Linked DNA regions of Mus musculus: regions 1 and 2 are each linked to region 3. Evidence: chromatin contacts called from public Hi-C and promoter capture Hi-C data. All regions are on one chromosome and are shown on one strand. Each heading gives the region's core, a stretch centred on a gene start, on an enhancer-like site or on the middle of the called end of the contact. The rest is flanking DNA. Distances are from core to core; before and after follow the strand shown.

Evidence for each region. Hi-C and Micro-C count contacts between places; a contact is called where the count stands out from the background. Capture Hi-C pulls out chosen DNA fragments and counts their contacts.
Region 1: a promoter capture Hi-C map of liver shows a contact between it and region 3. The contact joins the promoter of B3gnt7 here to the promoter of Htr2b in region 3. A contact is called at or near these places in 5 of 39 promoter capture datasets (the C10 cell line, cranial neural crest, hematopoietic stem and progenitor cells and 2 more), 1 of 115 datasets of contacts at active chromatin or transcription factors (embryonic stem cells) and 3 of 9 other capture datasets (adipose tissue, liver and pancreatic islet).
Region 2: a contact with region 3 is called in a Hi-C map of bone marrow-derived macrophages, with 28 read pairs. The contact joins the enhancer-like site here to the promoter of Htr2b in region 3. A contact is called at or near these places in 23 of 39 promoter capture datasets (the 3T3-L1 cell line, the C10 cell line, the HPC-7 cell line and 13 more), 4 of 484 Hi-C or Micro-C datasets (bone marrow-derived dendritic cells, bone marrow-derived macrophages, embryonic fibroblasts and 1 more), 3 of 115 datasets of contacts at active chromatin or transcription factors (bone marrow-derived dendritic cells, bone marrow-derived macrophages and effector CD8 T cells) and 6 of 9 other capture datasets (adipose tissue, bone marrow-derived macrophages, embryonic stem cells and 3 more).

The regions. Positions count from the first base shown.
Region 1 is chr1:86,300,815-86,305,009 of GRCm38.p6, reverse strand. B3gnt7 (UDP-GlcNAc:betaGal beta-1,3-N-acetylglucosaminyltransferase 7) reads right to left here and starts at 1,789. Exons shown (of 2, transcript NM_145222.2): 1 at 1,456-1,789. The coding sequence starts at 1,466. It overlaps Gm28626 (predicted gene 28626), which reads left to right and starts at 950. Exons shown (of 2, transcript NR_151592.1): 1 at 950-1,046; 2 at 1,392-1,947. Gm16341 (a long non-coding RNA gene) reads left to right here and starts at 3,240. Exons shown (of 3, transcript XR_387210.3): 1 at 3,240-3,682.
Region 2 is chr1:86,337,333-86,341,195 of GRCm38.p6, reverse strand. No RefSeq gene overlaps it. Among named protein-coding and RNA genes, the nearest start is that of Snora75, 12 kb to the left of the region's middle. Within about 2 kb of position 1,580, at least 5 of the 459 cell types and tissues checked have an H3K27ac peak or open chromatin away from gene starts, as enhancers often do. A contact at or near this core is called in bone marrow-derived macrophages, where this site is marked.
Region 3 is chr1:86,110,611-86,114,713 of GRCm38.p6, reverse strand. It overlaps Htr2b (5-hydroxytryptamine (serotonin) receptor 2B), which reads left to right and starts at 2,734. Exons shown (of 4, transcript NM_008311.3): 1 at 2,734-2,835; 2 at 3,598-4,103. The coding sequence starts at 3,832. All of the region lies in intron 16 of Psmd1 (proteasome (prosome, macropain) 26S subunit, non-ATPase, 1), which reads right to left.

The sequences.
Region 1 (4,195 bases), core at 540-3,039, 190 kb before region 3:
ACTCATACTCCTCCTGAGGATTAGGGGCCCATAGATGGGCCAGTGGACTCTACTTCCTGGAAGGTCAGAGGAACCTGCTGCTTTTCTCATGCTAACTGCCCAACTCAAGAAGCACTGTGTATTCAGCTACTGGGGTCCCAAACCCAACAACAATTTTGGGAAGGGGGCCATTTAACCCCTTAAGTTCCCCCAAAATGGGACAGAACACAGGATAAAGTACCAGGCATGAACCCAGTGAAATGCTGTCATTTTGCCAGGAAAAGAGACCACTGTCCATCCCCTGAGCTCTGGTTTTTATTTTTAGTTCACATACATATGTGGACAGCAGTATCACTTTGAACCAGTCACTCTAAGGGAAAAAGACAGTATCCTTGTTGCAGCTTTTGGGGAGTCTCCTTGTGGGCTGCAGTGGGGAGTGGGTTAGCAGCCCCCACTGACTCAACAGAAGCGAGCCTTTCTTGCTCTAATTGGGAAGTCTCGAAGGGAAGTGGACAGATCCCATCACGACTCCTTATCCTTACCTTTATATTCTACACAAAGCAATGAGGTGCCTAGCCCTTCAGTCCTGGGGACGAAAACCCACTTTCCGGGGCCCCTACCTGGTCAAGTAAGCCCAGCACACCCTTTTCAGAGGCAGAAATCCTAGCTCTTCTCAGGAATGATCCTGCCTGTGCCCCCTTCCCCAAGAACCTTCCCTCCTTAGCTCACACTGGGAGACTCATGACTTTCCAGGACTGGGCCAGCAGAGAGATGGTTCTCACCTCCAAGTCTGGGAGGTACAAGAGCCAGGGGCCCACGAAGCACGTAGTAGATAACGCCAGGTTTTAAGCCTGCGGAGGCGCAGGGTGAGTGAATGTTAAGTCCTCCTACCCACATTCATCGAGCTTTCCTCAAGAGCCCCATGACTTCCTGGTTACCAGGTTGGATGGAGAAAGACAGAAATGACTGGAGGCGCGCTGCTGGGAATGGAAGTAAGAGAATTCTGAACCCAGTACTCCAGTCCTCAGGGTTCTAAAGAAGCTCCACGTCGTAGCTCCGGAGTCCGGGTAAGAACCAGCCTCAGGGCCCTGGCTCGCACATACCAATCCACTCCATTAGTAAGAGCAAAGCCGGGGAAGGAGAAGGGTCGAGGCGGTCCGGAGAAGAGGCCACAGGAGGGAAGAGGGACCGGAGGGGTCGGGTGTGTGTGTGTCTGCTAGTGAAACCCCAAGGCTAGAGAGACGTTGCATACAGGCTGCCGGAGTCGTGGCCGCAGAGCCAAGCGTGCGCCTCGCATCTCCCACATCCCATCTGCCGCTCCGGCGGCGCGCCCTGCTCCGCATCTCCCGCCACCCTCGCTGCCCGGGGAAACTGGGGTCGGCCTCAGGACACCTAGCGTGCATCCCTTGCAGTCTGCGGCCCCGGGAGGAGGTGAAGCTCGGAGGTACTCTGCGCCCCACCGGGACCCCGACTCACCACAGAGACATGGCGGCCCGGTCCAGGGCAGCTGAGCGGGGCGCACGGATCACAGCTCTGAGCGCCGCGGCTGGGGACAGCGGGACGAGGCCGAGCCGCACCCCCGCTGAGACTTTCTTTTTTTCCCTGCGGCTGGAGGAGGGGCCTCAGGGGCGGTGGCCCAGGTAGGTTAACCCTTTGTGCCCCGGCTCACTGTGGGGACAGCAACTCCGTTCAGCCCTGGCCACCTCAGAGGCACGCCCCACGGGAACGCGAAGGGAAGAGCCAGAATCTCAGAGACCTTGAAGATCGCCAACATCCTGAGGCGGCGACTTCCCCGCTGCTGGGCCTTCACGGGGTCGCCCGCCTCGCCTCCTTCGGGACACGTGGGGACGTCGGACACCGCCCACCTCCACGCCCACCCGGCGCCTAGCGGCCTGGTTGCTTCCTTCTGGAGTAGCCCTGGGTGTGTAGAGTGGAGGGAGGTGGATAAAGGCTGTTTCCCTAAAGTTACCTTATCTCTGCCCTGTCTACTTTTCTTCTTCCCGGGCTCGCTTAGGCCTGGGCGGCGATCTCAAGAGAAGATGATGCTGGGTTGCCTGTGTTAGACCCCCAGCCAGCTCAGGTCAATCCAGCTCTGGGTTTCCCACTCTTTCTGCATTACCACCCCCCAGTGAGAAGGCTTATTATCCTCTGCAAAAAGTCCATTCTTTTGCTAGCGTGTTCGCATGTGCTTTTAATCCCAGTTGGTGGATTTCTGCGAGTTTAAGGCCAGCCTGGTCTACATGGTGAGTTCCCGGCCAGCAAGGTCTCCCTAATGAGACTCTTGTCTCAAAACAAACAAAAACCTCCTTCTTGTATTGCCAACAAATCCTTCACTTAACCGCACCCCCACTTTTTTTTTTTTTTTGTCTCCAGGTTTTTATTATTCTGCGGTGTGAGCACCATTTTCTCTTGGGAGTGGGCTACACACCACAATCACAGTACAGGGAGGGAGGGGACACCTTGATGCCTCCTCTGGGTGACTTGGGAACATTTCTGGTAGATAAGGCTGCTTACTGGTCCTTCTGTCATCCAGATGTCTGGGGGTCTGGGGTCGCTTCAGAAATACCCACAGGACTTTTTACATTCCAGCACTTCCTATCTGTCAAGCCTGGTTCTAGGTCCCCGGCATCAGTGGCTCACTTGGTTCTGGAGACGTGTGCTATGGTTTGTTCCTATCTTACCAGGAGTTAGAGTCAGGGACACACACCCTTAGATGAAGTCACAACCTTACTATTCAAACCCAGGAGGTCTGCCTGGCTCAGGAGGTGGTCCCTGAGTCCCGGCTCAGGCATTTCTATCAGATAGTAGGACTGGGGAACTCAATACCTTTCTGCAATGCTGTTCCTCTCCCAGGGAATACAGGGAGACAGAAAGTCCCAGGGAGTCCTAAGGGTGAAGATTACTTTTGTCCTTCCCTTAGCGATCCTTAGGCTCGGGTGTGTGCTTAAACAAATAGTGGAATTTTCTGGAATTTGTAAGCTCCAGTCGGAAATGATGAAGGGCCTTCAGATGAAAAATTCAGAGGAGAATCCTGGGACAATGCCCCTTTTAAGTCCTCAAGAAGCCCTGGCCTGAAGTGTAAGTCTCACAGGCCTGGCTGCCTGCCCCTAGGAGTCACTGCAGTCCCACTAGTCCCAGGTCACACCGGTCCTCAGTCTTCAGTCCTGGTTGTCTTAGCTTGGTACTGGCTACCTATCCCTGTCTCTGCTATTTCACCCAGGATATTGTGGTTTGTTTTGAATCAGGGTCTTGGCATGCAGTTCAGGCTGGCCTTGAACTCCAGATCACTTTGCCTTAGCCTTCTGAACGATGGGGGTTATAAATGTGCCAACACAGCTGGCACACCCAGGCTTTGGGCGTCTCTCTTTTTGCCCTGTAAGTGTGACTTTGGGGAAGAGCAGGTGCTCTGTCTCAGCTCTCCACAAGGTGCCTTGGGGGAGACCAGCCCTCTTGGCCTCTGATTCACCCTTCATCCCAGTGTGGCATTTCTCCAGGTGTAGGTGAAGGTGGACACAGGTGTTTCTGGTAAGGGCTGAGTGCCAGAGGGTTGGGGGTTGGGCCAGTTTTCCCCACTTCCTGGCTGCTGCTGGGGGGCAGCTGGCTTATCCTCTTGAGACCTCAATTTCCTGCCAATGCAGAGTTATGTGAGATGACAGAGGAAGCAGACACACCAGTGTCCCCTACACGCTGAGCCTTATGACAGGTGGGTGCTTTTGATATTATGATCACTAATATTTGACCTATCCCAGGGGATCCCAAGGGAACAGGGAAGCAGGGGAAGTGGGGAACCGCCCAAGGTCACCTTGGGTTTTTCAGTTGAACTGGTCAGTTTGTCAAAGATCTTTTGGTCTGTGAATTCAGAATGGGGAAATGTGTAACAATGAAGTACATGAGTCCTTGCACGTGTGTGTGTGCGTGTGTGTTCCCCAGGCTCTGGTCACTTTCCAATGTCACCCTATTCTTCTTTCACTGAGCCACAGGTCCCCATTGCTACTCAGAACCACAGTGACTCCCCACCCCCACCGTTGGGCTCCCTTAGTCTGACTCCCTCCACCTGTCCAGCCACGAGGGCATAGCAGCCGGCTAGGGACTGTCTCAGAACAACTGGAGTGGCTGAGCAAGGCCAGTCTGCCAGTGGACTCTGCCACTGCCCCCCATGCTGTGGTGAGAGCTCAGTGGGAGGAGACCGCAGTTCCAGGAAGCATTGGTGTGGGTG
Region 2 (3,863 bases), core at 331-2,830, 230 kb before region 3:
TGTGGGACTGGTGAGATGGCTCAGTGGTTAAGAGCACTGACTGATCTTCTGGAGGTCCTGAGTTCAAATCTTATTAACCACTTGGTGGCTCACAACCACCCATAATGAGATCTGAAGACAGCTACAGTGTACTTACATATAATAAATAAATAAAACCTTTTCTTAAAAAAAATTTTTTTTTGTGACTTGAGGGGCTGGAGAGATGGCACAGTAGTTAAGAGCACTTGCTGTTAGGACCTAGGTTCAATTTCCAGGATGTATATGTTGGCTCACAGCTGCCTGTTAACTCCGGTTCCAGGAGCTCTGACATCCTCCTCTGGCCTCCATGGGTACCTGCACACATACAGTGTGTGTGTGTATGTATGTATATGTGTATATGTATATGCCACTTACAGGCATATATATGCCATTTAAAGGCATACAGACTGGCAAAATCTTTGGTTTATCAACAGTGATCTCTTACTATTTCCCTTTTTCATACTATAAATAGTTATGTTTTTAAAAATTCTAGTCCCCATTTTTTTTTCAGGTTGTACTTTTTTTGTTTTGTTTTTGTTTTTATTTTTATTTTTGTTTTTGTTTTTCAAGACAGGGTTTCTCTGTATAGCCCTGGCTGTCCTGGAACTCACTTTGTAGACCAGGCTGGCCGCCTCAAACTCAGAAATCTGCCTGCCTCTGCCTCCCAAGTGCTGGTATTAAAGACGTGCAGCACCATGCCCGGCTGTACTTTTTTTTAAAAGACATATTTACTTATTTTATGTATATAAGTACACTGTAGCTGTCTTCACACCAGAAGAGGGCATTGGATCTCATTACAGATGGTTGTGAGCCACCATGTGGTTGCTGGGAATTGAACTCAGGGCCTCTGGAAGAGCAGCCAGTGCTCTTAGCCGCTGAGCCATCTCTTCAGCTCACAGGTTGTACTTTTTATTGATAATCTCCCTGTTGAATGTGGTCCCTACATGCAGTTCTAAAGAGCTGAGTTGGGTTACTAATGCAAAAAAGTTGTGATATGACTTCCAGGGAAAATTCAGCATGGTGTTTCTGGCCATAAGTTCAATGCTAAGGAACCAATAAAGTATACTCAGTAAGTTTATTTTTACCCCTCCCACCCTAGCAAGGTGTCTTTAAACACAGACAGACATAAATTGAGTATGATTGTGCATACCTGTTAAATTTAGTCACTTGGAAGGGGGAGGCAGAAGCATGGCCTGGGCTCTACAATGAGACTCATAAGCCAGGGTCCTACAGAAGCACTCTTACACACAACTCAAATGAATTTGTCTACTATCTAGGCCTCCCATCAATCCAGTCAAGACACTCAGAATCAACCATCATACCTGGTTACCTCAGGGACAACTTCTCAATTTGGCCTGGAGACAGGAACGTTGGGGCTACTGGGACCCCACACTTCACCCACAGGAAGGACCTTGTCTCTCTAGGTATTTGAATAGGAAGAGAATTGATTCAAGGGTTTATAGATTTGCAGAAAAAAGTCAGGGAGGTTCTAGGCGAAAAAGACCAATGGGGAGATCTTACTGATGAGGTTATAAAGCAGATGACCACTAGGGGGCGACCTGGAACTACAGAAACCTGCTAAGCTCTCAACTGCTCATTGAACACCAGGGACAGATAGCAGCAGTAGTTTTCTCTGTTCATCCCAGTGTATGGCTAGTTGGTTTCCACTCTCCCTCCCAATCTTGTAATAGCACTTACATTTATGGTCAGAATTCAGACTAGAGTATAAGCAGGTAGGGGTATCTATTTATTTTGTAGAAGACAGAGACCAAGGTCTTGAACAGATGTGTGCCACCAAGCCCCGTTCACAGGGCTTATGCATAACTTCAGGCTTGCTAGACAAAGTCCCTCAACTGAGGTTCAGCCTCAGCACTCCTGTGTAATTTTGCATGGTGGGCATGATGAAATTAAGTAAAGAGCAAATGACCAGGGCTGGAAACACTTCATGCACATGCCCAGCATGCCCTGGATTACACACACACACACACACACACACACACTCACACACAGAGGCACACACACACACACACACACACACACACACACACACACTCACACACAAAGGCAAACGATCCTGAAGAAAAAGAAATTGTATTCCCAAAGAAGGAAATAGAGTCTTCCAAAGAGGCAGAGTGGAGCCAGACAGCAGGTCCTCACAGTGTAAGGTTAATGGGTTTAACAGAGAGTTCTTGGCTTGAGCACAGAGACTTAACAGTGTATTCATTCATTCATTCATTCATTCATTCATTCATTCTCACAGTTAGTCTTAACAGCCCTGGAGACCAAAGGGGTAGCTCATAGAATCTAAGAAAGCCTGTGAAGCCAGGCGTGGTGGCACACACCTTTAATCCCAGCACTCAGGAGGCAGAGGCAGGCGGATTTCCAAGTTTGAGGCCAGCCTGGTCTACAAAGTGAGTTCCAGGACAGCCAGGGCTATACAGAGAAACCCTGTCTCCAAAAACCAAAAACCAAAAACCAAAAACCAAAAAAAAAAAAAAAAAAAGCCTGTGAAAGTTTTGAGAGCAGAACCCCACCCAAAGGACAAAACAATTCCTGTCAACCTGGAAGATGGTGTTTGCTTTGAAGTCAGGGGAGCAGAGGAAAAAAAGTGAATTCTGGTTTGGGAAGATGGCATCATGGCTCATGGGTAAAAGTGCCAGCTTCGAGATCTTGCCAACCCAAGTTCAATCCCCAGAACCCATGTGGGGTAGAAAAAGCTGGATCCGGTGACACATATTGCAGGTGACACATATTGCAGGTGACACATATCCCAGAACCTCCTGAGAGACGAGGGGTGAAGCTGTGAGCACGGCCCAGAAGCCGGGGCCAGTCAGCCTGGAGCACACAGCGCAGAGGCAGAGACTGGGCCTTAGGTGGTGGAAGCTGCAGGGTGGTGGTGGTGCCTGCCTTCAATCCCAGCCCAGTTCCAGCACTTGGGAGGCAGAGGCAGGCAGATCTTTGAGTTAAAGGCCAGCCTGGTCTACAGAGTGAGTTCAGGACAGCCAGGGCTACACACAGAGAAACTTTGTCTCCAAGAACCAAAAACAAACAAAAAAAGTAGAAGTGCTCAAAAGATGCTCCTTACTCTCCACAATGCACTCTATATGGCACACACACACTCACATGCACACACACATAATTACTACTACTACTACTACTACTACTACTACTACTACTACTACTACTACTACTACTATTGTGGATGATGATGATGATAAACTGGGCATGGTGGTTGCTCCATTAATTCCAGCACTCAGGAGGCAGAAACAAGTAGATCTCTTTGAAATTGAGGCCAGTCTGGTCTACATAGCAAATTCAAAGCCAGACAAAGTTACATGGTAAGACCCTGTCTCGAAAAGAAAGAAAGAGGGGCTGGAGAGATGGCTCAGCTGTTAAGAGCACTATCTACTTTCCCAGAGGATCCAGGTTTAATTTTTTGTTTGTTTGTTTGGTTGGTTTGGTTTTTCGAGACAGGGTTTCTCTGTATAGCCCTGGCTGTCCTGGAACTCACTTTGTAGACCAGGATGGCCTTCTAACTCAGAAATCTGCCTGCCTCTGTCTCCCAAGTGCTGGGATTAAAGGCGTGTGCCAGCATCGCCCGGCCCAGGTTCAATTTCTATCACCCACATGGCAATGGCTCACAATTGTCTATGACTCCAAGATCTGACACCCTCACACAGACATATATGCAGGCAAAATACCAATGCACGTAAAATAAAAATAAAGGAAGAAAGGAAGGAAAACCAGGGATTGGAGAGATGGCTATTTTTCCAGAGAATCCAGGTTTTATTCCCAACACTCATATGGTTCACAACCATCTGTAACTACAGTCTCGGGGGTCCCCA
Region 3 (4,103 bases), core at 1,485-3,984:
TCGAACTCAGAAATCCGCCTGCCTCTGCCTCCCGAGTGCTGGGATTAAAGGTATGCACCATCACTGCCCAGCTTCTCAGAAACTTTTTAGGGAACTAGTGGCCCATAGAATTTTATAACTTGTCATTTGGATGCAGCAAGGGTGAGCTACTGCAGGGAAAACTGACTCGTAGAAAAGAATTTACCTAAAATCTATCTTAAAACTTCACTTACTTCATAATTGGCACTTGAAAGCAGTAGGAGTAAGTAAGCTATCCTGATACTTTCCTGAATCCCCCCCCCCCCCACCTTGGGCTTCCTTCCTTCCTTCCTTCCTATTAGTATACAGCCATTGTACAGAGCCTCTCTTCCACTGTCTTCATGCACATGCGCACTGCACCTTAGCCATGCTGATCCTCCCATCACCGTTAGCAGAAAACCACCCAAAAGAGGACATGACTCGACTTAGTGTTTTGTTTCTCAAATGGCATTATTTTATGAGACTTAGAAAAAACAATTTTGCTTGGAACACAAACTCTGTTACAGGGCTTACAGTTGACTGCAGTTAAGCAGAAATTGGTAGTGAGGGCTGGAAATGCAAAAGCCTTAAAAAAACAAAATCCTGTTAAGTTTTAGTCTAGTAACATTCCAGCTCTGACACATTCTTTAGAAAACACAAGTATTTGGACAAGGAAAGACAGCCTATAATAAACTAGTTTAGGCATTTAATCTCTTTTGAGGAGTATAATAAAGCTATAAGCTCTTTGTAGGTTTGTCAATGTTTCAGCAGACAGCTCTAGATGGACCAACAAGCATCTAAGCAGAGACTGCAATGCAAAACACACTGAAAGCAAAACTCTTAACAGTAATCTTTGCTCACACATATGTGCATGTAATGATTTAAAGTAATAGTAAATGAAGTCATGATAAAATTATATAACCATGGGGCTGGAGAGATGGTTCAGCGGTCAAGAGCACTGACTGCTCTTCTAAAGGTCCTGAGTTCAATTCCTAGCAACAATATGGTAGCTCACAACCATCTGTAATGGGATCCAATGCTCTCTTCTGGTGTCTGAAGACAGCTACAGTACACTCACATACATAAAATAATGAATAAATCTTTTAAAAAATTGTATAACCGTTTTGCAATTTACAAAGAATCAAGAGATCTCAACATGATTATCAATCAACATCTTGAAATCAATCAGACCTTATGCAAACCACCAGCCTTAGCTCTCAATAGGAAATAGAAAATAAATGAGTAGAAAGAAACTGAATCTGAGTATTATGAAACTTGTAGAACAATTAATCAGGTATCGGAAATAGGGGTTGGTGAGATGACTTAGCAGGTAAGAAACCTGTTGCCAAGCCTGACTTTCTGAGTTTAATCATTGGGACACACATGCAAACTGTCTTCTGACCACACAGTGTGCTGAGCCATACACACCCTTCCCCACATCACGCATGCAAAAACCAAATAAGATGTTAACAAAAATTTAAGAATTTTAGGAAATGCAATCAACAAAAGTACTATGAGAAATCAAACAGGAATGATGACCCAAAAGAAGGAAGAAAAAGAAGAAAGAAAATAAATAGATCTTGAGGATTATCCTGAGCTAATGGTTGATGGAGAAGAGAAAGCCATTTTCTTCCGTGGTACCCTCACTGCTACTGTGTCCATGGTCTGTAAATAAGCTAATAAAACAGCCTGCCGGGACACTGATGCAAAGATTCAACCCAGGAAAGTAGAAGAGGGCTGGCAGCGATGAGAAGGAGGACAAGGGAGGTCAAGAGGATGTGAAACATGATGGAATGCCTTATGCATATGTATGAATATGCTTAATAAGAAACACACAAATCCCATCAGTTACGTAAAGAAGCAATTAAACTCTGAGAGACCTGTGAAGACCCTTTAAAAAGGAAACACTGAGAATACTAGAGGCTTTTTTTTTGTCTTGTTTTGTTTCTCTGTGTAGTGCTGGCTGTGTCAGGACTGGTTCTGTAGAACAGGGTGTCCTTGAACTCAGATAGATCTGCCTGCCTCTACCTCCTAAGTGCTGTGACACCACTGCCCTGCTGTAGCTTTAATGTTAAGCCAGGTTTATAGTTTAGAGAAAATCTCAAGAGCATACATGGTAAGATTTATACATTATTTTTCAGAAATAGGGCAGAAATAGATTTTTACTTCACATTATACACTTTTCCCAATTAAAAATCACTGGAAAAGAAGTTGCCAATGAACCAGCTTCCAAATTCAGATGCTGTTTAAAAATGAACAGTGACAAAGTTTCTGCCAAAAATCTATGTATACAAGCAGCATGCAGCTTTTTCTGTGCTTTTCTATATAAGGCTGTGACATGAGTAAATTTATTGCACTCCACAGCAAAGGCATTAGCTGGATGAAAATATTGTCTCACAGGTAAAAATCCCAAGTGTGTGAACTGCTATACAGCTAATGGAGGAGACTCTCCATTTTATCTTCTTTTCTCAAAAGGGAAAAACAGCCTAGGCCTCATTCCAAATAAAATCATCTTATGCTAAAGTTTAGAGTTTACCCTCTAAATATCAAAGAGAACACATAAGAATAGAACTTGAATCAGGTCATGAACTGGTTGGAACACGATTAACGAGGAGTTTTATGAATTACAATGACTATAGCTATATTCTAATAATGACAGTATCAAAGAGGAAACAACCTCTCTGGCAGGCAGACAGCTGCACAACACATTTGTTACACTGCTTACGAGCACCAGCCGCTAAGACTCAGAGCAAGTCAGTGGGGGAGGATCTGCCAGGAGAGGGAGTCCAACTGAACAGACACAGGACGGCTGGCTTAGGAAGCCACAGAAGACAAGCGGTGAGTATTTAGCAAATTCATATGCAACTAGCAGGTTTTTGTTGTTCCCATTTTAATCTTCAGGAGCTCTGCTTCCACATTCCTTTGTATCTATTCAGTGGTTTAAAAATTATAAATATGAAGGCAAATTTAATATGGGAGTTGTCAGTGTAATGAACAAATAACATAATCTTCCTCTTAAAGTGCTTCTCAAGGGAACTGGGAAAGTAAAGAAGACTTAAGAACTTAAAAAGAACTGGTTCAAAGTTGGCAGACTGATTTGATTACATTTAAAATCTTGTGGAAAGAAGTGATTACTACTAAAAGCAAGTATTTGGCTAGTGATACTTTGTACTACTTTCTCTCCAACTTAAGAAATTATTTTAAGAATTATAAAATGAGTTACAAACAAGCTTTTAAATCAACACTCATTCAGGTTCTTAGCTGGTAAATTCTTTACTCATAGGTGGGCTTGCCTCTTACTGGTGGGCCACTATTCTGAATGCTTTCTAAAGTTAAGGGACAAGGTATCCAAGGGCCAGATACCACGTAATGCGCTATCGTCTCTATTATCAACTCTGGGGGCACTGGCTGCACTGTCACAATACATACCGTCCTATCAAAACGGGAGGGGGAAGCTCTAGTGTTTTTTTACTGCTTTTTAGAAATAACTACCTCTGTATCTAGAAGGAAACTCTGATAAATTCATGTCTTAAAATTATAGAAAAAAAGAAATGATAAACTAACATTTTTCATCCACATCTATTGGTGTCTTTCATCAAGTCTTCTGGAATCTAAGCCTCTAGAAAATCTAAAATGTGGATGTCTTACCTGCAAACACGGACAGACGTGTACACAGTCCCATCTTCGAGAGCCTGAATCTTTTTAGAAGGAAGAAGTCACCTTGGCTGTGAGTGTCTGGTAGGTTTGCTAAATGCTTTGCTAAAGCAGATGACTTGCTTAGCTACTGACCATGCTGACCACTGTCTGGAACTGGACTGAGTCACCAAAAGGCGAATGGCTTCATCTTATAAAATGTCTGAACAAAGCACAACTTCTGAGCACATTTTACAGAAGACATGTGATCACCTGATCCTGACTAACCGTTCTGGATTAGAGACAGACTCAGTAGCAGAGGAAATGAAGCAGACTGTGGAGGGACAGGGGCATACAGTGCACTGGGCAGCTCTCCTGATACTCGCGGTGATAATACCCACCATTGGTGGGAACATCCTTGTGATTCTGGCTGTTGCACTGGAGAAAAGGCTGCAGTACGCTACCAACTACTT